5 separate regions of the Mus musculus genome follow, and regions 1, 2, 3 and 4 are each linked to region 5. A link is a contact called in public promoter capture Hi-C data. All regions are on one chromosome and are shown on one strand. The core of a region is the stretch at or near the end of the contact, and the rest is flanking DNA. Distances in the headings are between cores, read along the strand shown.

Region 1 (3,774 bases), core at 949-3,448, 650 kb before region 5:
TAGTTCTATCATTTTCTGCCCCCCTGAGATGAGACTTTACTATGTTACCCATCTGACCTTGAATCCCTGGGTTCAAATAGTCCTTTTGCCCTAGCTTTAACTAGAATATAGACATACACTGCCATTCTGGCTTTCACTTATTAAATTTATTTTTGTCTGTGTCTCTGTGTATGTGTTTGAGCACACATTTGTGCATGCACAGGTCAGAGGTCAATGTCCAAGAGTCCTCTCACTCTCTACTATATTCTTTGAGGCAGGGTCTCTTACTCAACCTGAAGCTTAGTGGTTTTCTGGGCTCACTGGCCTAAGGTCCTCTTCTTGGGTGATCCAAGGGAGAAACATCAAGGATTAGGTGTCATGACGTCTCGGATACTAATAAACTAGAATGTGCCCATTGAAGTTGGGATTTGAAAAAGACCTTGTGACATCCTCTCCTAAGGTGACAATAGTCACACTTATTAACATATATAGAGGTTCAGGTAAAATAGTTGCTTTTACATTTTAATGCTTGCTTTGCAACTAACTGAATAGCTTTAGACCGGTAGTTTAATCTCTATCTGATCCAGTTGCCTTTAACTGAATTCAAGAGCACATGAGATGAACCTAAATAATTGTGATTTCAAGGTCTTCTCTTCCAATCCATTTTTTTTTTTGACAGTTTAACATGTCTTCTTTCAAGTGTACAAGGATTCCTAAAAGATATGTCAAACTGGAGTTTACCTTGATACATTAACTATGGTCCACAATTAACCAGCCAATGGCTGACAGAGTCTGCAGTAACTATAAGGCATGCTTTGTCCTTGACAGTTGGGATTCATCAGTGAACTACATAAAGGTGACAAGAGTCACAGGGAAGGGAGACACATTGCCAGAATAAAGACTGTAAATCTGTGTGAGTCATGTTTAAATAGGACTACTAAAATAGTTACACGTGAGTCATTTTAAGGAGTTAAACTAAATGATTATTATGTATCGTATCACAAATTATTTTAGTTATCAGAACACAATCTCCCCACCCTCAGACACGATGAGTGTGTAGCCCTGGATCTCCTGAAACTACCTCTGTAGACCAGGCTGACCTTGAGCTCACAGAGATCTATTTGCCTCTGCCTCTGGGTTGAAGGCCTGACATACCTTCTGAGACAGACTGTAGCTGACAGACAAAATGAAACAATCTAACTTTTGAAAACCTGGTAGAATTCTGTTTCTACAGTGTTACTTTGCATAGCGACCCACACCCATATTTTACTTTTTTAAATGAAAAACTTTTTATACAATGCATTTTGATCACGTTCCTTCCTCTCCCCGTTTTTTTCAGATCCCACCACCTCCCTATCCACCCAACTTTATGTTCTTTCTTTAAAAAACCAAAACCTATGAAAACTAAAGTCAAAATAAGTAAAAGATCAACGAGACAAGACCAAAAAAGAAAAAAAAAAAAAAGCCCGTGGAGTTTGTTTTGTGTTGGCCACCTACTCCTCTGTAGGCGCCTGGGCTAGGATGTGGTTGATATACCCAACTACACTCTATTTTAACAGCTTTAGCTGAGCAAGGGATGGAACTCACTCAGTCTAGGTTTGAACTGTACCGCCGAGCAATCCACCCCCAGCTCTCTGCTTTCATCTTCATTACTGGTGTTATAATTATTTCCTCAGGAGGCTCTTACTTCCATGCTCTGGGAGACACTTCTGCAACTGCCAACACATGCTTCTCCCTGACAGAGTGTAAAGCAAGACCTAACTACAGGCCTACCTTCCTCACAAGGCCTTACCAAAACTATTTGCTATCCTCCTAATAACGCGATCCAAACCTGGAAGTGATTACGAACTTTTAAGCAAGCTTTACTCTTCGGGAGCAGGCACGCGACTAGCACTGAATGTCTTGTTTAGTTTACCCTACGCCGTATTAGAAATCAACTGTTCCCAATAATGAAATTACGTCCGGAGCACCAGGTGTAATCTGCAGAGCTTTCAGAACCAATAGGAGGGGCCCATGGGACGCACGCGTGCTCTCCGCAGCACCCACTCCTGCTCAGCGTGTGCCTCCACAACCCGCAAAGAATTCACTGGAACTGCTTCCGGCTTCACTCACCTGCCACTTCCGGTCGCGCCCGCAGCAGCTTTTTCTGCAAATTAAAACTCAATCAACCCACGTGGAACCCAGAACACTCAGCCCTCTAGACGCAGTTGCTGGGGAGTCCTCCCCAGCCCCGCCCAAGAGACCCGCCCTCAAGAGGCCACGCCCCCGTAAAGCTCGCCCCCTGGATAAGCCACACCCCCAGGAGGTCGTGGCTAAGCCTGAAATAGAAGCAAATATTTTTAAGGTTATTTCCTTCAGGCCAATGCATTTAGAACTAGATTCATTGAAAGGACAAAGTCCACTTACCAAAATATGTAAAGACGAGCTGGGTGATTCCTATGCTGGTTTCTTTCAGCAAGAGTTGGCTAAACTGTGTGGTCCAAAATGGTCTGTTCACACTCAGGAGGTGCTGTCTAGCTGCTGGGGCGGTTCGATTCAAGGCACTTGGAAGCGCTTCAACCGCATTCCTATGGCCCCAGGAACAACAAAGCCAGACTAGAGTTAAGGAATGAGATCACGGACCCACTTCTTGATGAGCAGAGCCCAAAGAATTTGTGGTCATTCCTCGCTCTTCCACAGAAACCAGTCTCTCCTCCTTCAGTTAGAATGGAAGCCTCTCCAGCCTTGCCTCCTGGTACTGCTAACGCAGTAAATGAGCAGAGTTAATTCAGGGTATATAAATTAGCTGCACCACAGACAGGACTCCTGTCTGTTACTGCAACTTTGATGAGATCAGTCTTCAGCTGGATGGTATTATGAGGGTGGGAAGGGATACTTTTCCATTCGTCATTGTAGGAATTTTGCTAGTTATCAAAATAGCCCCACATTGTGTTGCCCTTAGTAGGGCTCCTAAATTAGTAGTCTGCTTCTATATTGTATTCTTTGAAATCTGAGAAGGGACAGTTTTTTTCTGTTGTTGTTGTTCTGTTTTGTTTTTGTTTTTTGTTTTGTTTTGTTTTAATTTCCTTCAATGACCTTCCTTCATTCTCCACTGTCTGCTCTAAGATGTCTGTCTTTGGACCAGTTATCCTCTTTTTCTACTTCTTCAGCTTCTCCACTGGAATGTCCAATAACACTCTAACCTGCTTTATAGTCCTCTGGTGATGGCAATTCTCCTTTCCTGCATTTTATTCTGTCTCCTCCCCCGCTCCCAATCCCCAAGACAGGGTTTCTCTGTGTAGCCCTGGCTGTTCTGGAACTCATTTTGTAGACCAGGCTGGCCTTGAATGCACAGAGATCCACCTGCCTCTGCTTCTGGAGTGCTGAAATTAAAAGTGTGCTCCACCATGCCTGGCTCTGTCTGCTCTTCTTAAAACTTCTATTTGAGTGTGAGTTAGGGTCTCCCCCTGTAAGGCAGGCTTGCCTGGAACTCGCTATGTGGACCAGACTGGCCTCACAGAGAGCTTTCTGCCTCTGCCTTCCAAGTGCTGGGATTAAAGGTATTAGCATGGGCTTCTTTCATTTAATCACCATATTAAGGCTGAGATAACACACATTATACAGCAAATCAATCTGTATGTATGTATGTATGTATGTATGTATGTTACAAAATGTATTAGTCAGGGTTCTCTAGAGTCAGAGAACTTATAGTCTGTCTCTCTATAGTAAGGAAATCTATTATGATGACTTACAGTCTGTAGTCCAACTCCCCAACAACGATCAGCTGTGAATGGGAAGTCCAAGGATCTAGTAGCT
Region 2 (4,065 bases), core at 1,534-4,033, 580 kb before region 5:
CTGTGGCCAGTATATCAGATGGTTGGGAACAAGGGAGTGGTAGTGAGAAGGTTGGCAGCTGAGGCCAGCAGGGGTCAGTAAACAGTCATGGAGGAAAAGATTCCCTTAGAAGAAACACAGCATGTGTTTGTCCAGGTCCTCTAGAGAAAGTACCCAAGGAGCTAAAGGGGTCTGCAACCCTATAGATGGAACAACAATATGAACTAACCAGTACCCCCGGAGCTCATGTCTCTAGCTGCATATGTAGCAGAAGATGGCCTAGTCAGCCATCATTGGGAAGAGAGGCCCCTTGGTCTTACAAACTTTATATGCCTCAGTACGGGGGAACGCCAGCGCCAAGAAGTGGGAATGGGTGGGGGTCTGGGGGGACTTTTGGGATAGCATTTGAAATGTAAATAAAGAAAATACCTAATTAAAAAATAAATTAAAAAAAAAAGAGTAATCTGCTGAGTGAGGAACTGATGGACGCAGGTTGGGGCATTCTTCTTTATGTTCCTTACAGGTTGACCATCTTTCTAGGCTAAGGGGTTAGTAGGATTTCTTCAGGGTTATGTACCAGTGATTTCCCAGTGGCCTAGATAGCAGTGTTCCAAAAGCACTTTATGTTAAATACTTTTAAAGTTTTAAAGTAATACACAAGATTTGCTTTTTAGGAATCTGAGAACCGGCAAATAATGGAACAACTCCGAAAAGCCAATGAAGATGCTGAAAACTGGGAAAATAAGGCCCGCCAGACAGAGGCAGAAAACAACACCCTCAAACTGGAACTTATCACTGCTGAAGCAGAGGGCAACAGATTAAAGGAAAAAGTTGATGCCCTTAACAGAGAGGTTGAGCAAGTAAGTTTGCAGAAATGTGCTTACAGTGTCTCACGTGTCATACTAAGTGAGCTTGGCTTGGCTCAACATAATGTCAATCAGTTGAATTATATAAATGGACTGTAAGTTAGAGCCCCTTAAGTACTCTTCTATCCACCTTGGTTCTCAGGTACCCACAACCAGAAAAATTATCAGCTTTTTATTTCTTAGTTGGGAACTGTTCGGGGGGGGGGACCCAAATTTTTAAAAAATAATAAAACAGATCTATTTTTATCCTACAGCTATAAGAACATTAGCATGTTTCCACATTTGTTTCATATAGCTTTGTTTAAGGAAACATATCATCAGAGTCGGGAGTAATGTGTCTCAGTGGTTAAGAGCTCTTGCTGATCTTCCAGAAGACCCGAGTTCCATTCCCAGGAGCCACATGGGGTGGCTCCTACCACCTGTCATTGCAGCTCCAGGAGAATGGCTTCCCCTCGTGGCCTCCACAGATGCCAGCACCCATGTGGTACACACACACACACGCACACACACAAAATAAAAATAAGATAAATTAAAAGAAAGCAAACATTAAGCTATAGCTTCTCACACACATACTGGGTATGTGTAACTTTGACATTATTCTAGCTGTTTCTCACGAGCTCATACTCTGTCTGTGCATCTCTTACCTATCCATGATAGTTAATGCTTTCTATTTTCAAGTCAGGTTTGCAATGTGTGTGTGTGTGTCACCTGCCAGTGTAGTAGTGGTGTGTGTGTGTGTGTGTGTGTGTGTGTGTGTACTGTGTGTTGTGTGTGTTTGTGTGTGTGTGTTTTAAGATTTTATTTTTATTTTTAAAAAGACTTTATTTATTTTATGTATATTAGTACACTGTTGCTGTTTTCAGACGCACCAGAAGAAGGCATCAGATCCTATTAAAAATGGTGTGGTTGCTGGGAATTGAACTCAGGACCTCTGAAAGAGCAGCCAGTGCTCTTAACTGCTGAGCCATCTCTCTAGGCCCACCATGTGGCTCTATTTTTATTTTTAGTTGTATGTATGTATGTATGTATGTATGTATGTATGTATGCATGTGCATGTGTGAGAAAGAGGGAGAGGGAGGGGGCTTGTGCATGTGAGTCCAGTGCCCATGGTGTTGGATCTCCTGGAACTGGAGTTACATATGGTTGTTAGCAGCCTGACTTGGTTTCTGTGAATCAAACTTCTGTTTGACAATGCAGTATGTTCTCTTAATTGCTGAGTCATCTCTCCAGTCCTTGTCATCAAGTCTGTATTTGTTAGGGCTGGAGGTTTGGTTTGGTATCAAGCCTAGAACATCTGAAGGCCTGAATTCATCCCTGGCATGACAAATAATTTTATTTAAGTAATAAAATATACTAATTATGTGTTTGCAACAACGTTAAAGCTTCATCTGATTCGTTACACACATCCATCAGACAGCGGCATATATTCATTGTATCAATGTTGTCTTGCTTAAATTATCCCCACATTAAGGGGAATTTAATTTTCCCCCCTTTCTGTAGTGAAGGGCTGTGTAACAAACATTCTTTTTATTTCTCTTGGCTCTGTTTTCTTAGGCTTATGCTTGGAAGCGAGTGCCTAGTCTAAGACACACAATTTCGCTTAGTTTATCAAATTGCTTTCTAAAAGTTTACTCTTGCCAGAAACCATGGGTTATGATTTGCTTAAATACTATATTCTGTATTATGAGCCTTAATTTTTCCACAGTTGGGTTCTATGTTTCCTAGATTACAAGTGAAACTGAACGTCTTTAATGCTGCTTTTTAAAAACGACAACTGAATCTTTTACCAAAACAAAGTGTCCTCAAACCCCACGAAAATTACACGACCTCTCAGAAGCAACTGTGCATCAGAAATTAATTTGAAAGTCTTCCTTCCATACATTGTTAACAAAGCCCTTTCTAGGATGAGCGTCCTCTGTGCCAAAACCACTGTGTTCTAAGAATATCTTTGATGGACATGTGAGACCTCTTGAGGTTTTTCCTTCAGCAAGAGCAAAACCAGTACTAAAAGCCCAATAGCAGGAAGCTGAGGGTTTCTGGCAGAGACTGGCTGACACTTGCCTGATTCACATTTTGTCAACAGCAGGTGGCACATACCTGATGAAGACACAAGTTACAGGGTTCAGTGTTTATTGACCACTTAAGGTTTCTCTTGCTGTTGGTAATTAACACTTCTCTAAATCATCCTGGTGATGGTTGTGGTGGCAGCGTGCCCCAATGTTCTGGATTCTCAAATGAAACACACACACACACACACACAGAGAGAGAGAGAGAGAGAGAGAGAGAGAGAGAGAGAGAGAGAGAGAGAGAGAGGGAGAGAGAGAGAGAGAGAGAGAGAGAGAACCTTCTATTTTAATATGCCTTAAAAGGCTCAATGGTTGGACCACTCCCAAACTTCCACGTTGCTAATGCCTCCCCTCCAATACTCCTGAGTTATTACTTACTAAAACCTATATTCTGTCTTTGTTACCCTAGACCCAGTTAGGGGGGTGGGGGAGAGCTGGGGCCGCTTACCACTGGCTCTTACATGATTAGTATGCTCTTTGTCTTCTGCAGCTCTCAAGCCTGAATCTTAGTCCTTTCCTGGCATGGAAATTCTTCTTTCTCCCTTGGTCCCTGTCTTAGTCAGGGTTTCTATTCCTGCACAAACACCATGACCAAGAAGCAAGATGGGGAGGAAAGGGTTTATTTGGCTTACACTTCCATACTGCTGTTTATCACCAAGGAAGTCAGGACTGGAACTCAAGCAGGTCAGGAAGCAGGAGCTGATACAGAGGCCATGGAGGGATGTTTTTTACTGGCTTGCTTCACCTGGCTTCCTCAGCCTGCTCTCTTATAGAACCCAAGACTACCAGCCCTGAGATGGTCCCACCCACAAGGGGACCGCCCCACTTGATCACTAGTTGAGAAAATGCCTTACAGTTGGATCTCATGGAGGCATTTCCTCAACTGAAGCTCCTTTCTCTGTGATAACTCCAGCTGTGTCAAGTTGACACACAAAACCAGCCAGTACAACACCCCTTGCCTGCAGATCCTAAAGTCCCACCTCTGTCTCTCTGCCCAGCCATTGGCTGCTGGCAACTTTATATACCATTCAGAACCAACTAGGGGCATGGACCCTCAGCATCTTACAAACAGATTCTTGGATTCTCGTGAAATTTTGGTAACCCAAATAATATAATGCAATAATTAGACCAAATCCACAACACCTCTTAGATGG
Region 3 (3,856 bases), core at 228-2,727, 740 kb before region 5:
AGTTCCTCTATAGCTTCTGCCCTAGTTCCTGACGCACCTTCAATCTCCTTCCTTCCCAGGTTGCATTGGGTCAGGGTACTTTATCACAGACAGAAAGAAATCCTGGAAAACTAGATGTTCTCTCTACTGCTATGTGGGTTATGGGCCCAGACAACACCTTTATGAGCCTGCTCTCATAAAGCAATTGTTGTCTAAAGAGGGTAGAGTATACCCAGGCATGGTGGCACTCACCTTTAATCCCAGTACTCGGGAAGCAGAGACATGCAGATCTCTAAGTTCGAGGCCAGCCTGGTCTACAAAGCAAATTCCAGGCCAGCTAGGGCTGTTATACAGAAAAACCCTGTTTTGAAAAGCAAAACAACCAACAAGAATATAGAGAACATGGTGCTGATGTGGATATCTGGCATGGCCAAGATGGCTAACACTGGACTTGGGGGCTGTGAGCCAGAAAAAAAAAAAAAAGCAGACACTGGATGTCCAGGGAACCTCGAAGTAAGCAGTAACACAATCTCTTATGTAACTATTCCTGGGAGAACGCCACTTTTGGGTAAATCTGTATAAAAATGGCCTTGAGGTCAGAGACCTTCTCCCTCACCTTCACCAGTCTGCCTGTTTGTGTCTGTCTGTAAGCCTGTGTCTACCATGTATGGCCAGTGTGCTGGACTACATGGCTGTATGTGCCAGGGTGCTTGCTGCTGTCTGCCTGCCCAACAGCCTGGATGCTGGTGGATGAAGTGTGTCTTATCTGCCTATGGTTCCTCTCATGCGCTTCTGCCTCTCCACCTCCTGGGGCTCACCTCGCTTCCTGGTATTGGAGCTTAGACTCAAACTATCTCAGTCGTGGATAGAACAACAGATTCTGAGCTGGGGATGCTGAACTGTAAACTCCTTAACAGGAAGCTCTACTAGTCCCAAGTATGGACTAGGAGTTTATGAAAATCCAGATTCCCTCCCTCCTTCTTCCCTTCTTCCTCCCCTCCCTCTCCCTTCCTCTCTCCCTCCCTCCCTTCTTCTCCCTTCTTCTCCCTTCCTCTCCCTTTCTCCCCTTCCTCCCTCCCTTTCTCCCCTCTCTCCCTCTCATCCTTTCTTTCTTCTTTCAGCCTTTTCTCCTTCTTCTCTGTCTTTTCCTGCCTCAATATCCCTCCTCTCTCTTTCTCCATCCCTCCCTTTCTTGATTCCTTACATGACAATAAATGGGTGTGAATAAAGACAGATGTCGGACCTTTGCATTCCATCAAGAACCTGCAATTATGATTTGTCCTCCAAGGTGTGGTAAAGAGCTAATTGGTTGATGGGTGCAGAATGCCAGGACATTCTTGAATAAATCCCCATATGAGTTCAAAGTATTTATAATTATGATTATTACTATAATTTATGAGATTTAGCTGTAAATCTTATAATAAGATGAGGTCAGCACTTTTAAGAAGAAGCAGCAAGATGAGACCCTATATAAGGTTCCGAGCACTGACCGTCTCTAGGAAGAGGAGCTGACTGAAGACAGGTGAGTGGGAACCAACCCTGGACTTGTACTGAGCTTACTCGGAACGAAAATTTTAGGATATGCTAATTGAATGGTGATTAGCCAACCCTGGGTTTATTTATCTATTTAGATGGAAACTTCCAGGATATGTTAATCAATTGACAATGATTGTGTCTCTGCTTCTGAGTAAATAAGATTGAACCAAATGAAACTTAAGGATCTTGCAAGAAAAGATCACGTTTTAGAAAAGTTAAGATGATAGAATAATTCTTTCTATTCATTTACAATCATTATACAAACTTATTATTTCTCTCAGTGCACATGTAGGGCTTCTTTTGAATATGTGCACATGTAGGGCTTCTTTTGAATATGTGCACATGTGCAAGACCTCAAACAGCAGGACAGAAATATGTGCTCATTTAACACTAACAGCAATACTGGGGCCATGAAGAAAGATGGGGAAAACTATGGGCCATGAATAGGGAGGGACTGAAGTCCCTTGCTTCAGAGTCTGGCTGAGGTCTCTTGCCAGCACAGTCAACAACTGCTTCACTCACTTCCTGAGGGGAAGTGAATATGAAATGTCTTATTTTCTTCCCGAGTGCCTCTTTCCTTATGCTTAAAATATTGCCCTTAAAAATCAGCAACTCTGCTTCATACAGTCTGGTCCTAAAATGCTTCTCTATGCCAAAGCCATGAATCCTGGGTTTGCCTGGGTTGGGGTCCCTGAAAGATTACAGGATTTCCTCGGGCTGCAGGCTGCTGAGGGCAAGCTTGCAGAACCATGTGCCTCCTGTCCTCTTTCTGTTGGCAATAGATCAAAGAGAAGGTCTTTCTTGTTCTTTCAAGGCTGAAGGACTGAAGTGTTGGTACTTTGCCAGATGGCAAGCCCCTGTCCTTTCCCACTTTCAATCTTGAGGATAAAACATTGACCCAGACAAGCTCGTGTGGTGTCTTGGGGGTGGGGTGTGTGTGCATGTCTATAGAAGAGCCTTTCTTTTCTTGGAAGCTGTGAAAGAGCTAACACTAGGGGGTCTAACAGTTTAAGTTTTGGCTATTAGCATTAAAAGTCAGATGTATTTTAAGATTCTATGATGGAGGAAGCCAGGATCTTTTTTATTAGATATTTGTTCAGAAGGAAATATTCCTGGGCTCACACAGGGATGATGGTCTTCCCAGATTTCTTAACTCAGAAAAAATGAGGAAGAGCAAGAACAGAGGTACACAGACAGAAGAAGCCCCCTTCAGACAGTCTCCATGGCAAAGGGAGCGATTATGAATTTGCCAACAATGAGGAAAAAGTCTTTCTCAAACCTTCTATGTTTTCCCTAGTTTGGGTTTCCTCATAACCCAAACTCAACAAGTGCATGAGATCACAGGCCATGGGAAAATGCAGTCTGAGACACAGGTTAAATGATACGTGGGTACATACCTGCCATGCCAGCAGTCACCATGGAGGGTGGAGCAAGGGGATTTTCAGTTCCAGGGCAGCCTGGGTTACAAGGCAAGACCCAGTCTCACAAATTCAAACTGGACAAGGTAGCTCACATCTGCAATTTCTGTACTCTGTAGGCAGAACACTGTAGGAACACTGTAGATTTGAAGCCAGCCTGGGCTATATGGCAAGTACTACGCCAGGCTATAAAACCCTGTCTCAAAACAAATCAAGCAAAGATCTGGAATGTTGCCGTCTTACACTGTGGTCTAAAAAGTAGATTTTATTTCTTTAGGTATGCGACCTCTAGTTGCAGAACCATTTTATATGTATGACTGTCATCGATATTGCCATTTTTTATTTAAGCTCCATTGGCACAACGCCTTCTGCAAGGCAGTGGGCAGGGTCTTTATCATATGTAAGAAGTGAGGAGAAAGCCAGGCAGTGGTGGTGCACACCTTTAATCCCAGCACTTGGGAGGCAGAGGCAGGTGGATTTCTGAGTTCGAGATCAGCCTGGTCTACAGAGTGAGTTTCAGGACAGCCAGGGCTACACAGAAAAACCCTCTCTCAAAAAACAAAAAACAAAAACAAAAACAAAAGTGAGGAGAAGAACTGAGTTTCAGGCAGTCATGAGTGAGAGAGGATGCTGGCATGGCCCATCAGCCCATCCAGATGGAGGATGGAGAAGAGTGCTAGCCACAAAGCAAGGGCAACAACCAAGCTTAAGGTGAGAGGCCATGATTAATGAGCTACATAGCACAGTTCTCAGTTCTTACAGTATCAAATAAGGGCCATGATGAGGTGGGGCCATGCTCATCTCTCAGATGCCAGGGTGCTGATACATTTCCAGGCTGGCTGGAGGCCTGCAAGGACATAGCTTGCTCTCTAGTGAGGGACCATAAATGCCAAGGACCTCCATTTCTACTTCCCACCCCCAAT
Region 4 (3,777 bases), core at 267-2,766, 670 kb after region 5:
CCCTGCTCTGGGAAAAGGGCTAACAGTGTAACTTATTGTGTCCCCACATATTTATTTGTTGTAAATATTTGAGTATTTTTATATTGACAAATAAAATGGAGAAAATGAAATTTAACCCTGCCACACAGATATTTTGACTCAAACCCACTTATTGACCTAAGAGGGACTCATCCTTTGGTCTGGGCCATCATGGTCTTAATGCCTGTCCGTGCATCTCTGGAGGGGCCAGCTGAGACTCAAGTGTTTTCCCACAGTGATGCCTATGGGACTGGGAGCCAGAGCAGGGCTACTCTGCTTGGGAGCTGGACTTGGCCTGGTGCCACAGGGAAACAAGGCAGAGCGTTCGGGAAGAGGAGGAGAAGGAGACGGTCTTCCCAGAACTATAGGGAGGGTGAGCAGGGAGTCAGGGGCTGAAGGAGAGGCTTCTCAAGTTGTGTGGACAGTGTCTTTATAAAGATGGAGATTAGGACAAGCTCCGTGGGAGGGGAAGAATGCTAGTCTCGAATGTCCTATCTGGGTAGGGATAGTCCCCTATTGCCACCCAGTCAGTATCAAGCCCTTGTCTTAGTGAGGGAGTGGTGTAGGCCCAGATGTTCCTGGGAAAAACAACAGGCCCAGCCTGGATTCATTTCTGAGCGCCCTTAATGAGAGCTGCCTGCCAATCGGATTTCGAGAAGGAAAATAGGAAGGAGGAAAAAAAAAAGACATTTTAAGATTTTGTGTTGTGCTAAATTTGATGCTGTTGTTGGCTGCAATTTGGACACACCTGGTTTAGATCAATCTAACCGGTACATAGGAACAGAGACCACAGTGAGCTCTCTGCCCACCCTTAGCTGCCACCCCACCCCCCACCCCCCATACACTTGGATGACCCTTGAGCAGGCTGCTGTTTCCCTGAGTGTGGGTCAGAAGAGGCTGGGAAATACTTGAGTGTGTTTCCCTTAGCTCAGTTGTCTGCCCAGTGGGTGTTGGCAACCAGCGCCCACTGAGTGGGCAGAGGCTTAAGCACAAAGGTGGTCTACCAGGTCCTTGCCCTCAGGCCACCTGCTTCCTGATGGATTGCTAAAGAACGAGGGTCAGAGTGTTAGTAGCTTTCTGGCGGGTCACTGATCTGACCATGGATGGCCTACAGCTCAAGTGATGCTTGGGAGATGAGAGAGGGACTATGGGCCGCGTCTAGAGTCCTTGTGCCCTGGGGAACCTGCGAGGCCTCGGTTCTGGCGAATGCGACATAAACACTACCAGACAGGCCAAGCTGCCTGGTCCCCTCACCCTACAAGGCGAGGCTGCACGAACTGTCCTGCCTCCTCCCGGGGAGCTCAACGGATTCCCGAGCCTTTGCTCTTCCTTGTGCTTAGTTAGCCTTGGGCGCCCTCCCGTGGTAGCAAAGCAGCAAGGCTCAGTCTATCCAGCCACACCTCACCACTTTCATTGGTTGCTAAGCTAAGGTCTAAATGCAGGATTGGTTGGCCTGGGGCGAGGAGGCGGGACTCGAAGGTCAACTACGGACGTCGAGTGGTCAACCTGGGACGGAGGGGTGGGCATTTCGTAGGAGCGCTTGGCTGCAGTCCCGGCCGCCGGGATGGCGGCGCCGCACCTTTGCGCGGATGGCTCCTGCTGCTCTCACCCTAGTGCGGTGCCCGGGGTACAGCAGACGCTGGAGGAGATGGACTTCGACAGGGGTGAGAGGGGTGAGGCGGCCGCGTTGCCGGCGGCGGGCAATCTCCAGCCCCATCTCCGGGAACGTGGACTGAAGGAGGCCTCGAACCGTGTTTGGAGCTTCCGGGCCTGGTGCAGGAAGGCTGGCTTCAAAGCGTGGCAGGAAGCCCCTCGACTACTCCGTCTCGAGTGCGGACGGGTAAATTGAGGCATTGGTTTCTGAACTGGGTCTGGAGACCAACCCAGCTAGGAGACAGCCTGGTCAGGTGACAGAGGAGCTAGGGAAAGAATCTGCAGTTGGTGGTTCGTATCCACCGGGGAGGTCAGGGCAGCTGGCCCTTGCTGCTCTCGGGTGTGAGTGTACAAGTTTTAGCAATGACAGTGATCTCGAAAGATTTACTGTGGAGCGCAGGGGTGTGACTGTTTTGTCCAAAATCATACAGAGATTTTGCTATTAGCAGTGGTCCCTGTTCTTCTGTGCCGGTTACCATGTTATCCCCAGGAACAGGTAGTTTGTGCAGTTGTAGCAAGGTTGTCATCAGTGTAGGGCTGATGATACGGAACACTTGATGGTTACCATAGGAATGGCTTCCTAGCGGGCGGCGTTTCTCTACACCTCTGCTACCCCCATCTTTTGGACTAGGGACATAATAGGACTCCCCGCTTCCTCCTCTTGAAGTGTTTTCTCCGCTGTACCTTTAGAAAATAACAAATGAGATGATTACATTTACGCTTTTTTTAATTTAAAGACTATTTATGTGCATTTAGCTCCTGGAGGCCAGAATAGGGCTTCAGATTCCCTGGAATTGGCAGTTACAGATGTGACCAGCTGAGAAACAACCCTGGTCCTTTGCAGAGCAGCCAGAGCGCTCTCTCTCTCTCTCTCTCTCTCTTTTTTTTTTTTTTTTTTGAGACAGGGCTTCTCTGTATAGCCCTGGCTGTCCTGGAACTCACTTTGTAGACCAGGCTGGCCTCGAACTCAAAAATCCGCCTGCCTCTGCCTCCTGAGTGCTGGGATTAAAGGCGTGCGCCACCACCGGCCTGGTGCAGACAGAACTCTTAACTGAGCCGCCTCTCCAGCGCCTCCTATTGCGTTTAGTTCCCCAAGCCAGACTGACTGTTGTGTTTCTGTACCTCTTTATGGTTCTCACCCTTGCAGCCATCACCCTTATGTTTCTAAAATATGCAAGCCCTCTGTCCGATGACATGGTCTGTTTTGTTTGTTAGTCCGCTTCAGGCTGACTGAGGCTTTCCCGCCAGCATTCAGTTCTATGGCACTTCTTCAGGGACCCCCCTTCCTTAGAGAGTCCTCAACCTGGGGACAATTATGCCCAGTTTAGGTCTAGAGATATTTTTGTGTGTCACAGCTAATCTGACCCGCACAGGTTGGCTCCCCACAACAGACATGATCTGCCTCAAAATGTCAGCCCTTCCTGTGTGGAGGAAGAAACCTTGTGGTATTCAAAGCCCTGGCATTTCCACTCTGGTTACCCTGTTACCTTAATGCTTTGCTCTCTTTGTAGCAGTTTGGACTGACTCAAAGGCTGAGACGGGAAGGTCACAGTTCAAGGCCAGTTCAAGGCAGAGCATGTTAGACACTTTGTCTCAGAAATTGTTTGTTATCACCTGCTGCAATTTTATCAGCTTATTCTTTTATTTATTTTTCACATGTGATAAAGATACCTATTATGTGAATTTTTTTTTTCTGTAAAGCATGGGGTTTATTTATTTATTTTTTTAGTTTTGAATTAAATCTGTTTTGGTGACTTTCTTTGTGTATGTATGTGTGCTATGTTTTGTTTTGTTGGTCCATCTCTCCCCACCCCACAACCACAGGGTCTCACTATATAACTCTGGCTGTCCTGGAACTCATTTTGTAGATCAAGCTGGCCTCGAACTCACAAAGTGCCATCTGTTTCTGCTTCCCTGGTGCTGGGATGAAGGTGTGCACCATTACTGCCTGGCCCTAGCAACTAACTACTCTTGACTACTGAGCCATCTCTTTGATTACATCTTTGATTACATATATATATACATATACATATATATATATATCACAAGTAAAAAATATACAGTATATATAATTATATATATACAAATTATACAGCCATCTCTTTG
Region 5 (3,564 bases), core at 330-2,829:
TCAGGGCTGCTGCTGTGTCTACTTCAGTCTAGAAAGCAGGCCACTCACAGGTGCTATAAGCTTCCTCTCTCCCACCGCTCAGAGAAGTTCCCCAGGGTAGAGACTGTGCCTGCTTAATTAATTTAATTCTGTTTCTCCCACTGAACTTTGTTTCGCACTAAGGAATCATCAGTATGAAATAAGAGAGGCCAGAGTGAAGCCCCAGGGTGTGTAATGGGGGGGGTGGCATAGAGAAAAAGACCCATCTCAATCTTCAGTAGGGGGTGGGGGTGGAGGGGTAGTGAGTGTTCACGTGGCAGTATACTGGGGATGGGAGGGGGTGTCAGAGCAAGGCTCTGGGGCCTGGTTATTGTTATCTTTCAACTCCTGTAGGAAGCTGGCAGCCAGAGAGAGCTTCCAGAACTAGAGAAGAGCCTGCGCAGCTTCCAACTGTTTACCTCTGGGTACCATGGCAACCTGAGGCTGGTCACCATAGCAACCCCATTCTTAACCAGAAGCACATCCTGCAGCTGACAGTGAATGAGAACAGAAAAGGCATAAAATCAGGTGCATCAGAGGCAAGAGGCACACAAAGTCCTGGCCAAAACCCCAAGGAAAGTGACTGAGATCTTGTGCCATACAGACAGCCGTTAGAGAGCAACCATTTCTGGCATCAAGGACCACAGAGGACCCCCTCGGGAGTGAAAAAGAAGTTGAGGAGGAAAAAGAATCAGAACAAATTTCACATTCATCTCCACTGACACCAGAGGATCCCTCAGACCTCAGCTGAAATCTCTACTATGCTCTGCATGATATGACTAAATTTCCTACAGCCAGAATTTTAGCATAGAAGTTTGGTTTGGTCATGACATGCACCTCCCGCTCTGGGTCCAAATTTTGCCAGGCTCCCTTTCCCATGGATTCTCACTTCGGGAGGTGTGGGCACCAAAGCACACTGCACTGGGTGAGTGCCATGGCCGGACAACTACATCGCTGCTTGTTTTAATGAGTGATGCTGTATGGGGTAGAAGATGATGACCCACAGAGAATGTTGGCACAGAGCTGGGCTCCCTGCTATGGGATGGTGTTTGAACCCAGGTGGCAGGCACTTTCTAAAGCTTTGAGGGATTGGGAATGGTGAAGCAGACCCCAGTCTCAGATCAGAATAAGAATTAGTGATGATCGCTCATAAGGAACAGTCCAGCTTCTGGAGAGAGGTTACTCAGGGTAGAGCTACAGGGAGAGCCCTGAGCAAACGGGTCTCACCTGTGAGGCTGTTTCACCAATGCCTGCTTATCGAAGGCTGCAGACTCCACACCGCTCTGCTTAAGTCTCCTTCTTGAAGGAGGCAAGCCGTGCCTAGGAAGACGCTTGCTTCTGAAGATCAAAGTCCCAACAGCATCAGAGAGGGAGATGATGAGAAAAACAAAACAAAACAAAACAAAACAAAACAAAACAAAACAAAACAAAACCTGGATCAGCTTTTCCCACTTCCTAGCTCCACAGTCCCAGCCCAGAGTAGCCAGTAGATTGGCAGCCTGAGGTGGTCAAGGGTGGATTGGGTGTGGAGAAGGGGGTGGAAGACAAGAGGGAGTGCATAGTTATTGAGGAAATTCTGAAGACTGAGCCAGACACTTTATCAGATAAGCGGATTTTAAGGGATCAGGGGCCACCAACCCTAGCCACTAAGCCTTCTGGCCCTGTGGCTAAGTCCGGTATAAATTTTTCATTAAAAAAAAAAAAAAAGATTCTTTCTTCTTAAATAAACTCCTCACTCCTTCCTCAGTCCACCTGACTCTTTGTCTTTCTAGGCTGAGTAGGGTTTGGAAGAGCAGCTCACATCCCCTGCATGCTGCCTCAGGGTGACGCCTTCCAAATCTTTGACCCGAGTGTCCCAGCGCGGTTTTGGCGCTGGGAGACACTAATCCGGTGAGCCAGAGGGACGAGATGGACTTTGAGCTCCTTCCTGATTTAATGGCAGTGAAGATGCTGCCTCTGAGTACAGGATGGCTGGAGAACGTATGGCTGGACCCGGTCCTGTGGCGGTAAAGTCAGCCCAGCTCTTTCTGTTTGGTTACTCGACGGCTTAGCGGGCTTAGCTCAGTGAGTTGCAGAAAGGGGATGCTTATGGGGAGCACCGAGTACGCTTGTTCTTGTTCCAAGCACACTGGAGGGTGTCCCCTATGTCTGCAGAGACAGGCAGGAAGGGACCTGTTTCAGCACCGTGGGCTGCGGACAGCGCCCCGCCACTCACCAGGACCAGCTTGGACCTGGAGCCCGGATCCAGCCCAGAATCTCTGTTTAGTGTAGTGGCCCAGCAACTTCCAGCTCAACCCCCACCCCCACCCCCCTTGAGTCCTTACCCTGTCAAAGTTTGGGCTTCTTGGTGCGCCTGGATCTGGGAGAGCGACTCCTTCCTCTCTCTCTCTCTCTCTCTGTTCTGGGCAACAGCCCGGACTTCTTTCTCCTGCTCTTCAGCTCCCTGTCTCCGGCATGGTCTTCTGGGTCCAGCAGGCGGAGTAACTCTGTTGCTTCCTTTGACTGAGAGAGTCAACTGAGATGCCTGGAATTCAAAGGAAGTCTGGAGAAAGGCAGAAGCCACACTTGCTTGTATTCAGAGGAGGGGAAGGAGGAGGAAGACGGGGAGGAGGAAGAGGAGGCAGGAAGCAGGAAGCAATAAAGTAATAGTCCAGCTGTCAACTTTGGACTTTTCTTCTGATCTCAAGTGGCCACCACAGACAACTTCCAGTAGCCCACACTAAGTGAGGACAGTAAAGATCGGGAGGCTTGAAGTTTAAGGTGTGTGTGTGTGTGCTACAGTCATCTACAATGTACAATTATACAATCTACACTCTTAATGGTGCTTTTAGAAGCAAGTTTCTCTTGGGATGCATATTCTTGCAGTTTTTAGTTTCTTCTACCTCACTATATTCTAGACCAGTGGCTCTCAATGACCCTTTCACAGGGGTTACATCAGATCTCCTTCACATCAGGTATTTACATTACTATTCGTAATGGTAGCAAAGTTATAGTTAGTAGCAATGAAAATGATGTTATAGTTGGTGGTCACCACAACATGAGGAACTGTATTAAAGTGTTGCAGCATTAAGAAGGTAGGGAACCACTGCTCTAGACTCACAGAACCAAAATTTAAAACCCACCAACCAGCTAGCAGTCCCTATTCTGTATTGAATTCAGAGGGACTTAAGCTCTCCTTGGAGATAAGAGTTTTTTGGTTATTTTTTTTCAATAAGGCTGTGCAGTTCCAGAAACTAGATTTATGCACAGAGGTACAGGTGAGCAGGACAATGTTGCTAAGAATGGTGACCTATGGGGCAGAATATTTGCCTAGCATATGTGAGACCTTGCTTCAATCTCCAGCTGGAAAGAGGCAGAGGAAGAGAGAGTGGGAGGAGAAAAAAGGGGAGGAAGGAGAGGAAGGGGAGAAGGAAGAGGAAGAAGAGGAGGAGGAAGAAGGGAGGAGGAGGGAAAGTAGGAAGGAGGAAGAGGAGGAAGATGAAGAGAGGAGGAGGAGGGAAAGGAGGAAGAGGAGGAAGATGAAGGGAGGAGGAGGGAAAGGAGGAA

Evidence for each region. Promoter capture Hi-C pulls out the DNA fragments that hold promoters and counts their contacts.
Region 1: a contact with region 5 is called in a promoter capture Hi-C map of embryonic stem cells. The contact joins the promoter of Lipt1 here to the promoter of Cnga3 in region 5. A contact is called at or near these places in 5 of 39 promoter capture datasets (the 3T3-L1 cell line, embryonic stem cells, hippocampal neurons and 2 more) and 1 of 115 datasets of contacts at active chromatin or transcription factors (embryonic stem cells).
Region 2: a promoter capture Hi-C map of pre-B cells shows a contact between it and region 5, with 4 times the contacts expected there. The contact joins the enhancer-like site here to the promoter of Cnga3 in region 5. A contact is called at or near these places in 13 of 39 promoter capture datasets (the 3T3-L1 cell line, 3T3-L1-derived adipocytes, the HPC-7 cell line and 7 more) and 2 of 9 other capture datasets (adipose tissue and liver).
Region 3: a contact with region 5 is called in a promoter capture Hi-C map of liver, with 2.4 times the contacts expected there. The contact joins the promoter of Lyg1 here to the promoter of Cnga3 in region 5. A contact is called at or near these places in 5 of 39 promoter capture datasets (the 3T3-L1 cell line, hematopoietic stem and progenitor cells, liver and 1 more) and 1 of 9 other capture datasets (macrophages).
Region 4: a promoter capture Hi-C map of hippocampal neurons shows a contact between it and region 5, with 3 times the contacts expected there. The contact joins the promoter of Ankrd39 here to the promoter of Cnga3 in region 5. A contact is called at or near these places in 9 of 39 promoter capture datasets (the 3T3-L1 cell line, cranial neural crest, embryonic stem cells and 3 more), 4 of 115 datasets of contacts at active chromatin or transcription factors (SST interneurons, T-cell acute lymphoblastic leukemia, astrocytes and 1 more) and 2 of 9 other capture datasets (embryonic stem cells and liver).

What each region holds. Positions count from the first base shown.
Region 1 is chr1:37,870,643-37,874,416 of GRCm38.p6, reverse strand. Lipt1 (lipoyltransferase 1) reads right to left here and starts at 2,198. Exons shown (of 2, transcript NM_001037918.4): 1 at 2,092-2,198.
Region 2 is chr1:37,798,494-37,802,558 of GRCm38.p6, reverse strand. It overlaps Tsga10 (testis specific 10), which reads left to right. Exons shown (of 18, transcript NM_001290721.1): 14 at 654-839. Among named protein-coding and RNA genes, the nearest start is that of Tsga10, 55 kb to the left of the region's middle. Within about 2 kb of position 2,783, at least 7 of the 459 cell types and tissues checked have an H3K27ac peak or open chromatin away from gene starts, as enhancers often do. A contact at or near this core is called in pre-B cells, where this site is marked.
Region 3 is chr1:37,955,380-37,959,235 of GRCm38.p6, reverse strand. It overlaps Lyg1 (lysozyme G-like 1), which reads left to right and starts at 1,477. Exons shown (of 6, transcript NM_027111.3): 1 at 1,477-1,501.
Region 4 is chr1:36,544,991-36,548,767 of GRCm38.p6, reverse strand. Ankrd39 (ankyrin repeat domain 39) reads left to right here and starts at 1,516. Exons shown (of 4, transcript NM_026241.4): 1 at 1,516-1,682. The coding sequence starts at 1,583. It overlaps Sema4c (sema domain, immunoglobulin domain (Ig), transmembrane domain (TM) and short cytoplasmic domain, (semaphorin) 4C), which reads left to right. Exons shown (of 15, transcript NM_001126047.3): 15 at 1-129.
Region 5 is chr1:37,217,220-37,220,783 of GRCm38.p6, reverse strand. Cnga3 (cyclic nucleotide gated channel alpha 3) reads right to left here and starts at 1,579. Exons shown (of 6, transcript NM_009918.2): 1 at 1,246-1,579.